2 separate regions of the Sus scrofa genome follow, and region 2 is linked to region 1. A link is a contact called in public HiChIP or PLAC-seq data. All regions are on one chromosome and are shown on one strand. Each heading gives the region's core, a stretch centred on a gene start, on an enhancer-like site or on the middle of the called end of the contact. The rest is flanking DNA. Distances are from core to core; before and after follow the strand shown. Region 1 holds the start of RABL3 (rab-like protein 3). Region 2 holds the start of FSTL1 (follistatin-related protein 1).

Region 1 (4,289 bases), core at 1,117-3,616:
TGAATGTGTGACAAGATCAGTCACTTTCCCAGTGGGCACTGCTGTGTCTTCTCTTTTACAACTAAACTATAATAATTTAAAGAAACCTACTAATTGCCTGATCATTTTCCCCATTTAATGCAGCAGCCAATTTAACCCTGTTGCATAACGCACTGATTCCACAGTTATAGCCCCAGCATCTAATTCAGTACCTGTTATGCTGAAGGTTTTAAAAATTTTTTTTGGGGGGGGGAGAATAAATCAACTAGTTTGAACAAAATGTAATGTGAAGAGATTGTTAGATGCAAAAGAAAAGGAATCATAAATGCGAGAGAGCACTCACTTTACATATGATCAAAAACTGTTAACTCTGGATTCCAGTTCTAAATCTTACTTGGTGATACTCTTTCAAAGTCCATTTAGACTAGCACTGCTTTCTTTATCTGTAAAACTGAGTGCTTTTATTAACTTCAACACCACTTCAAGCAAAAGAACTAAAGCTGACATAAATTAGATTATGTTCATAGAATTTCAAAGTGCAACTTTCTGAAGGGAGTATTAAATGCTCAGTAAAATATTTTGTAATTCAACTAATCTTCAGGCAATGTAAAAATGTTCTCAACCATCTCCTCTCCCCAACAACTTTATTGTTTGGTCGGGCTGTTTTTCAGGCTCTTTGGGGTCCTTAACACACCAAGCGAGGCCAGGGATGGAACCTGCAACCTCGATTCCTAGTCAGATTCTTTCCACTGCTCCATGAGGGGAACTCCTGTTCTCTTTAATCTTAATTGAAAACCTCTTATGTGCTGGGTTGTAAGAAATAGAAAAATTAAGATGAGGGTCATACTCATCTTAATGCTAAGCCCAGTTTACTCCTAGTGTTAAAATTATTTTGACACCTTGGACACTTGACAACTGGAACTGAAGTTTTCATTTCCCCCTTTCCACTTCACTCTCATTCTGTTTCTCATTATCTCCATTCCTAAGCTCTTTAAAAACTTGGAATAAATGGTAACTTTGCATTTCATAGATATGCTTTTCTGGAGTTGACTTTTGGATATTTGCTCTGATAGACATTGTGTCAGATGTTTGGAGCCATGAGCTGTGGTGTAGATCGCAGACCTGGCTGGGATTTGGCGTGGCTGTGGTGTGAGCCGGCAGCTGTAGCTCCGATCGATTGGACCCCTAGCCCGGGGAACCTCCATATACTCTGGGTGTGGCCCTAAAAAGCAAAAAAAAAAAAAAAAAAAAGAAGAAAAGATTAAAGAGAATAAAGAAAACAAGAAGCCCAGTTGAGCGTAAAAGATTACTACTACCTGCTATTTCACTAAATAATATAGGTTAGTGTTTTAAGCACACAGGCTCTCGGTTCAAACCAGTTCTGTCATTTACAGCCCTCCGCCTCTCTTTTCTCATCTGTAAAATGGGATAACGGGCCTGATCTCAGGATTGAGTCAATATATGCAAAGCACCTGGTACAGTTTCCTAAGCGCACGTTTGATTTCCTTAATTAACAAAATCTCTTAAAGGAAAGGTCCTAACTTTGTCTCAGCACGGCGTCTAATACCACACTCAGTATCCGCATATGTTTTAAAACAAAGGATCACTAAGCTGCGGTCATCTGGTAGACAGATGTAAAAACCTAAAAAAAACAGAGAAAGGCCCGGGCTCCGCGCCCCCAACACTTGCGAAGCCGCGGCTCGCTTAAACAGAGCAAAGTCCTCTGGGAAGTGTAGTCTTTGGGCCTTGAGAGGGATGTCAGCCCCCCGCCAGAGTCAGTTCATCCGCAGATGGGTGGAGAGGGAGTGAAAGGGGAGGATTTTCATATAACTCAAAAGTGTCGGGAGCCCCAAAGGTGGGTTAAGCGGCTCACCTGAGTCTCCCAACACCAGTACTTTCACCCGATCCAGGGACGCCATCTTGCCAGCTCCTTCCTGAGGTTAACGCCTATTCCGGGATTGAAGACCAATCAGAGCTGGGTATGGAGGGCCGAGTCTTCAATGCCATTGGCCAATCGGAATGTGACTGATTTGATTGAAGGCCTCACCGTGCTGATTGGCCTGCCTGGTTAAAAGTAGCGGGTGGTTTCTAAAACTGGTCGCAGGAATATGGCGTTTTCTTTGTCGCATAAGTGGCGTGGCTCGTTTAAGCCGGTAGTTGAGGCGCAGAGGGAAGCTGTAGTGGGAGTGTACGAGGATTCGCTTTGGTAAACCTTGTTCCCTGTTCCTTGTCCTCGGTTCCCTGGTTCGACGTCGCCTTTCAGGGTGTCTTCGTTGCTTTTTCCTTAGCTGTCCTCCTCCCCCTTACTCTTTTGAGTCGGTTCTCTGCTTGGTCCTCCAAAGAACCATTGACCCCGGAGCGGCCCATGTGCGACCTCGGGTAGGACTGGCTTGGCTGCGTCAAGTGTGGCCTCTGGACTCAGCTGGCAGAGTCCGAGGGAATTTAGGGCGTCGTGGTTGTCACAGTGGGGCGGAAACGAACATTTGGGAACGGGGCTGGTCCAGAGGTTTCGCGGTGATAATGCCACTTTATGTATGAAGCCGTGGAGACTATCGTGAAGTGTGGCTAACTGAGAAAAACCAGGTGGATGTATAGAATCCACGTTATTCCAGATTTGGAATAGTAATATATCGAAATCTAACAGAACTCCCCACGTCCACTTCTTCTTTCCCTTCATTTTGCAGTTTGCAGTCAGCAGAATCCTTTAAAATCGCTAATTTGGTGCTGTCACCTCCTGCTTAAAACCATTTGAAGTTTAAGAAGAGGGTTTTCAATACCCTACCTTTCTTTACTCTGGAAGCTGCAGTGGGGAAAGTGAATGGGGGGAGGTGAGGGCTAACAGGGTGGGCATGTTTGAAGAACACGTGCTGAGGAGACCTATTGAAAGTTTTATGGAAATACTTGACCAGCTGTTATCCATACTGGAAAATCAGTGGTGAACAAGATTAAGACCCTTGTCTCCGATGTAGACATTGAGAAAGTATAACTATTCACTGCCACCAAGAAGGGGAAAGAGCTATGGGAGCATGTGAAAGGGGGATGATTCTAAACTGCTAGGGAGAATCTGAGAAGGTGTCTCTGAGGAAATGTCATTTGAGATGTGAAAAATGATTAGGAGAAGGGACTTCGGCCTTTGTTGTGGGGGCGTGTGTAAAGGCTTGGAAGCAGAGAGCATGTGTGGCTCCTGGAATTGAGAGAATGCCATTGTGGCTGCAGATGAGGCTGAGGAGCCTAGACCCAGTACAGAGAGTGCATTCACTTTCAACTTTGTTCTTACAACTCTGCCTGGTGTTTGTGTGATTAGAATACATATGGTTTAAAAACAAAAGCAACTTGCTTTCAGGGGTCTGGGTTAGGTAGGGTAGGGTTGTAGGTGAGACTGATAGGTGACTGATGGACTGATAAGACTAAAAAGAAGAAACCAGACATGGCCCCCAAAGGTCACACACTCAAAAGTCTCCAGAGGCCAGCCAAGCTCCTTCCCTTTTTTAAAGTATCAATTGCTCTTCAGCTGAGTGTTTCCATGTGGGAATATGATCTCACTTTTTCCCTCAGATATTTCCACTTTTGAGAAGTAGCTGAAAATTAAAATTTATGTGATATCTCATGATTTTTATTTCATTAAAAAAAAAATGGGGGGTTTCCTATGGTGGCTCAGCAGAAAATGAACTCTACTGGTATCCATGAGGATGCAGGATCCGACTTTTGTTTTTTGTTTTTTTCCTTTTTTGGGGCCACACCTGCGGCTAGTGGACGTTCCCAGGCTGGGGGTGGAATCAGAGCTGCAGCTGCTGGCCTAACCACAGCAATGCCAGATTCATGCCTCGTCTGCCCCCTGTATTGCAGCTTGTGGGTCCTTAACCCCCTGAGCGAGTCCAGGGATCAAACCTGCATGGATATCCTCATGGACATTACTCAGGTTCTTAACTCACTGAAGCACAACAGTAGCTCCAAATCTCATGATTTTTAAATGTTGACCACTAATTCAGAAAATTTTCAAAACATTTTGAAATCAAAATTAGTCAAATCATGTGGCAGAAGCTGCCAATTTGAGACCTCTGACCTAAGTATTATAAAATCCAGAGATTGAAGAGATTTAGCATCAGTGGGGAAGTAGAGGCAGTGAAGGAGAGAACACAGTGGTCAGAAAAGAGGATTTTTAGAATATAGCGATTTTGAACAAGATGGCACATACATTTCTTTGCTGAGCTCCAGATTCATTTGTTCAGCTACCTGTGGGACATCTTCACAGTAACATTCTGTAGTATTTCTTCAAACACAAGCAACTGGAACTGAATGCCTCATTTCTT
Region 2 (4,289 bases), core at 1,254-3,753, 240 kb before region 1:
ATTTTGCCTGGGAATTCTGGGAGAGTACTCTGCTCTACCTCAAGCAGGAAATTGCTGTTGGGAGAACTTCCTATGAGGGTTAAGCTTTTCCCTGCAATGCACTGGGGGGAGGGGGTGTAGTGCAAAGGGCTTCAGAGAATAGATCCAGACCCTGGGCCACACCACCTTGTGGTGAGTGAACCAACAGCCTCCTCATTCCTCACATTTGCCTTCCAGTTCACAGAGCGATTTCACACACTAGCTGGCAATTCCTAAATCTCAGTAAAACAAACCAGGGATTCACCTCATCCATCAATGGACTGCATCTGCCTTTTGAGGGCAATAGGAGGGATGGAAGGGTGTCTCCTAAGCCGGGATAAATCAGCCAGTGAAGAAGGCTCTGCCCTCAAACTCAAACCCTGGAAAACAAAATGCATTAGAAGCAGATCTGGAGTTCAAGATGAGCTCCACCAGGATTCAGATCCTTCCCCAGAACTAACCAGGTGTGTGATCTTAGGCAGGTTACCTAATCTCCCTAAACCTGTTTCTTCCTCTGTAAAATGTGGATAATAAAATTGACCCTACGAGTTTCTGCGAAGCTTTAAAAGAAATGATGCATGCAACCCAGCCGATGTCTGCTATGTAAGAAGTACATAGTAGATATGAAGCCTTTGTGCGAGGTAGTGTTTAAGAGCCTGGGGTTTGATGCCAGACTGTGTTCAAATCTCACTCCTACCATTTAACAACTTAGGACACTAGAGAAATTATGTGACCTTTCTGATTCAGTTTCCTCATCATTCAAACGGAGTTTTATTACAACACAAAGTAGATATCCAAAAAAAAAATTAGCTCTTTTTAATTTCATTGTGAGTAAAAACAGCTAGTGTTTCCAGCTCAACCAACAATGTAGCAGTGAATTTAATGAGAGTTCAGTATAATGTGCATTTTTTAACATTGTGAAAACCTAGCAGGCTTTTATGACTTTTCTGGGCAGTCAAGCTGTGATACTAAGGGTGGGGCTAAACTGTAATATAAAGAAAAAAATTCAAAGAGGGAGAATAACCACCCACCAGGGAGCTATTTCTTTTGTAATGTACATTCCATTTCTTCTCCCTCATGCTTTTTAATTCCTTCCACATTTCCTGCCATAATTATCAAATGTTTGGTTTCTGACCTCACTTTTCTGGAGACTAGAGCCCAGGGAATTTAGAATTGTTTATTTTCTGTCCATAAACCTTTGAGTTAATGGAGGGGCTTGTGAGTGAAGGGTTTGTTGGTTTGTTTGTAGTGTCTCAGGAAGGTCACTTGAGTCGAAAAGAAAACATTACCAAAAAAGCGCTGAAATACTTTGACTGGAAAAGCAGAGCCCTCAAAAAGCAGAGTAATGGATCGCTCATACTCGCACAACATTAATTTTAGAAAAAATTGAGATTTTAAAAGGCCATTATTTGGCTCTGACAATAACACAAAATCCGAGGGCACTTTACAAAGAAAAAAAAATCTTACTTCATATAAGAGAAAAAAAAACTTGCCCTCTAAAAGATGAATCTCTAGCGAGCCCACCCCCGCCCCCCCACTCCAGGAGACAGACTCTAAAGGGAAAAGTCTTCGACTCGTCTCAATTTCCTCTTAAGTGAAGGAAAGAACTCAGGCGCCTTTTTGAACTCCGCTCGCACTCTTGTCGCCGCCTCCGTCCCAATCCGCCCAGCTCGTCCTCTCTCCCTCTCCCCACTCTCCCTCCATATTAGCCGCCGTGGGGCTCCCGCTTACGGCCCAAACTACTTTGCCTGATTTTAAGGTTTAAGTTTCCTAAGTAGCGTTTATGCTCTGAGCGCCCCCCTCACCCGGCGGATGGAAACTCCCAGTCCCACCCGGGGAGAGCATCCCGAGAACGCAAGCACAGCCCGCGCAACCCGCAGACCCCAGTGGCCCCTGAGCCTGAGTTCGGACCTCTTCCGAAGCTCACCTACCTCGGCGTGGACCCAGGCGACCGCCACCAGCGCGAGCGCGAGCCAGCGTGTCCACATCTGCGGAAGAGAGAAGAGCGAGACTGAAGGCACCGGGCCCCATGCCGACCCCGGAAACTTCCTCGGGTCCCAAAGGCTCGCCCCCTCCGCCCGGCAGCCCTCGGCCACCCAGAGGGGTCGGGCCAGTGAGCTCGGCTCCGCGCCGCACACCCTCCTCTCACCATGGTCCCGTCGCGGTCTCTGGAGGGCGCGGGGCAGGGAGGCTGCAACGAGCTCTAAGGGAAGGTGGGAGCTTCGCGGATCGCCAGCCTCAGAGGAAATCCGACCTGGGCTCGCCGCCCCTTAAGACCCCTCCTTCCCGGACTGCCTGCCCCCCAGCTCCTCCCCATTCTCCTCCCCCTTCTGCTGCAGCGGCCCCCGCGGCTCCCGGCTCCGCTCCCTCTTCCCAACCCCTTGCTACCGGGAGCCCGTGAGCGCCTTGGCGCCACCGAACCCTTCTTCCCGCCAGACCCCTAGCTTAGCACCTCTTCGGCCCCCAGGACTTAGAGGCAGAGGCAGAGGGAGGTGTCCCGGGAGACGCTGCAACAAAGGCGGAGGAGGTGTGTTTGGGGGGGGGGGGGGAGAGCCAAAACCTCACTCCCGGGAGAGGCCGCTGGCTTGCGGCATCTCGGGAGGGCTGCGGGCGCGGGCTGCGGCGGTGACCAGGTGGGGCGGTGCCTCCGGGGGTCCGGCATCGACTGGGGCGGTAACCTGGGGGAAAAGGCCCTGCAGCCTGGGGAACCGGAGTCGCCCCCTAGGCTGGTAGAGTGCCAGAGGTGCAGAGGGACCCGCACAGCTCAGGGTACAGGGAGTCACTGTCGCAAGAGCGCGAGGAAGCGGGTACAGGGCCCAGAAGACCTGCCTGCCTGAGGAAAGCTACTTTGGGTTCAACTGTGGATTTCCTGAGGGGTAAGGTGCAAGCCGGTGTTCCTCTGCTGAGAAGATCCTGATTCCAGCGTTTGCCAGCAGCATCATCCCATCATTCCCTCCAGTCCAGGAGTGACCACTGTCTCTTTGCTCTCCTCTGTCCATCTTTCACCAGTGTTCCCACTCCCACCTTGTCATCCCAAGTACCCTCCATGTTCATGCTTTACATCTCCATCAACTCTTCCCAGAGGCCCTCAAATGTGTGCTGCCTCTGTGATGATGTTGATTCCCCAAACTGCTCCCAACTGTGGCTTCTTTCCTATCCTGTGTAAAGTGTCCGAGGTGCCAGAGCAAATCCACTTGACATCTCAGATTTAATATGCCCAAGGCTGAACCCCACTTCCCACCAGCCTCCAGGCTTGCTCATCTACATCTTTTAAAGTGGTGCCTCCAAAAATTATCTTCACTTCTCAGATTGCAGTTGTCACCTTATTCTGGCAGTTTTCCCTTTGATATCTCACATTCATCCTTTCACCTCCATTCACATTTCCACTTCCCTAGGCTGGACCTTCATCCTCCCTCACTCAGGAATTCTAGAAACCACCTCTGGTTGCCCTTCAGCTCCAGGTTCTCCTCCTCCAGTCTCCACTGCAGCCCACTGCTGTATTCTCACTACATAAAGTCTTCCTTATGCTCTTCCCCTGCTCAGAAACTTTCAGCACTCTTTTCCCACATCAAATCCAAAAGCCTTTCTTGTAAGTTATCCATCTAACCTTACTTAAGCTACTTATATGTCCTCTGCTCAAACTGGACCACCTTCTCATTGTCCTCTGAACTTGTCATATTCACTCTTTTACCATGATTTGTTGAGGGCCTGCTGTTGTGGTCTTAGGGGGTTCAAATAACACACATATTGCCCACTCAAGTTCAGAATCCATTGAGATAGCTGCAGGAGTCAGACTGGCAGTGAGCAAAATGGCAGCTTTGTCCCTGGTTTAAACCAGAATGGTGGTTATGGCTTTAGATCTGCAGGGACAAGGATCTGCTGATTGTCCTTCACCCCAGAACGAAACATACCCTACCAGTCACAGACAGAGTTGGAGAGTCTGCTTGTATAAAACTGACTGCAGCTTTACAGTTTCTGGAAAAGCAGAAAACCTGCTTCCTGGGGCTGGACTGCTTCCCAAACTTGAGAGGTCAGAAGGACACATCCCTATTTCCTCCTTCAAGCTCACAAGTCGAACAATGCATTCCTGCTTCCTTGTTATGGAAATAAGATAGGTAGCAAATAGACATCACTCTGCCAGCTACCCAGTCCCGGCTCTGTTGTGGGACTGAAGGACATGATGTTGTACAAATTTTGCTTCTGCCCTCTAATAGCTCACAATACTTTCATCCCTGGCACATGAACTGCACCCCTCAGGACCTGGCATGGTC

What was found. HiChIP or PLAC-seq counts read pairs in DNA pulled down with a chosen protein or histone mark.
Region 2: a contact with region 1 is called in an H3K27ac HiChIP or PLAC-seq map of alveolar macrophages. The contact joins the promoter of FSTL1 here to the promoter of RABL3 in region 1. A contact is called at or near these places in 1 of 47 Hi-C or Micro-C datasets (heart right ventricle) and 1 of 2 datasets of contacts at active chromatin or transcription factors (alveolar macrophages).

The regions. Positions count from the first base shown.
Region 1 is chr13:139,607,241-139,611,529 of Sscrofa11.1, reverse strand. RABL3 (rab-like protein 3) reads right to left here and starts at 2,366. Exons shown (of 8, transcript XM_021070305.1): 1 at 1,853-2,366. The coding sequence starts at 1,898. GTF2E1 (general transcription factor IIE subunit 1) reads left to right here and starts at 2,047. Exons shown (of 5, transcript XM_021070303.1): 1 at 2,047-2,185.
Region 2 is chr13:139,845,460-139,849,748 of Sscrofa11.1, reverse strand. FSTL1 (follistatin-related protein 1) reads right to left here and starts at 2,503. Exons shown (of 11, transcript XM_021070306.1): 1 at 2,168-2,503; 2 at 1,950-2,006. The coding sequence starts at 2,170.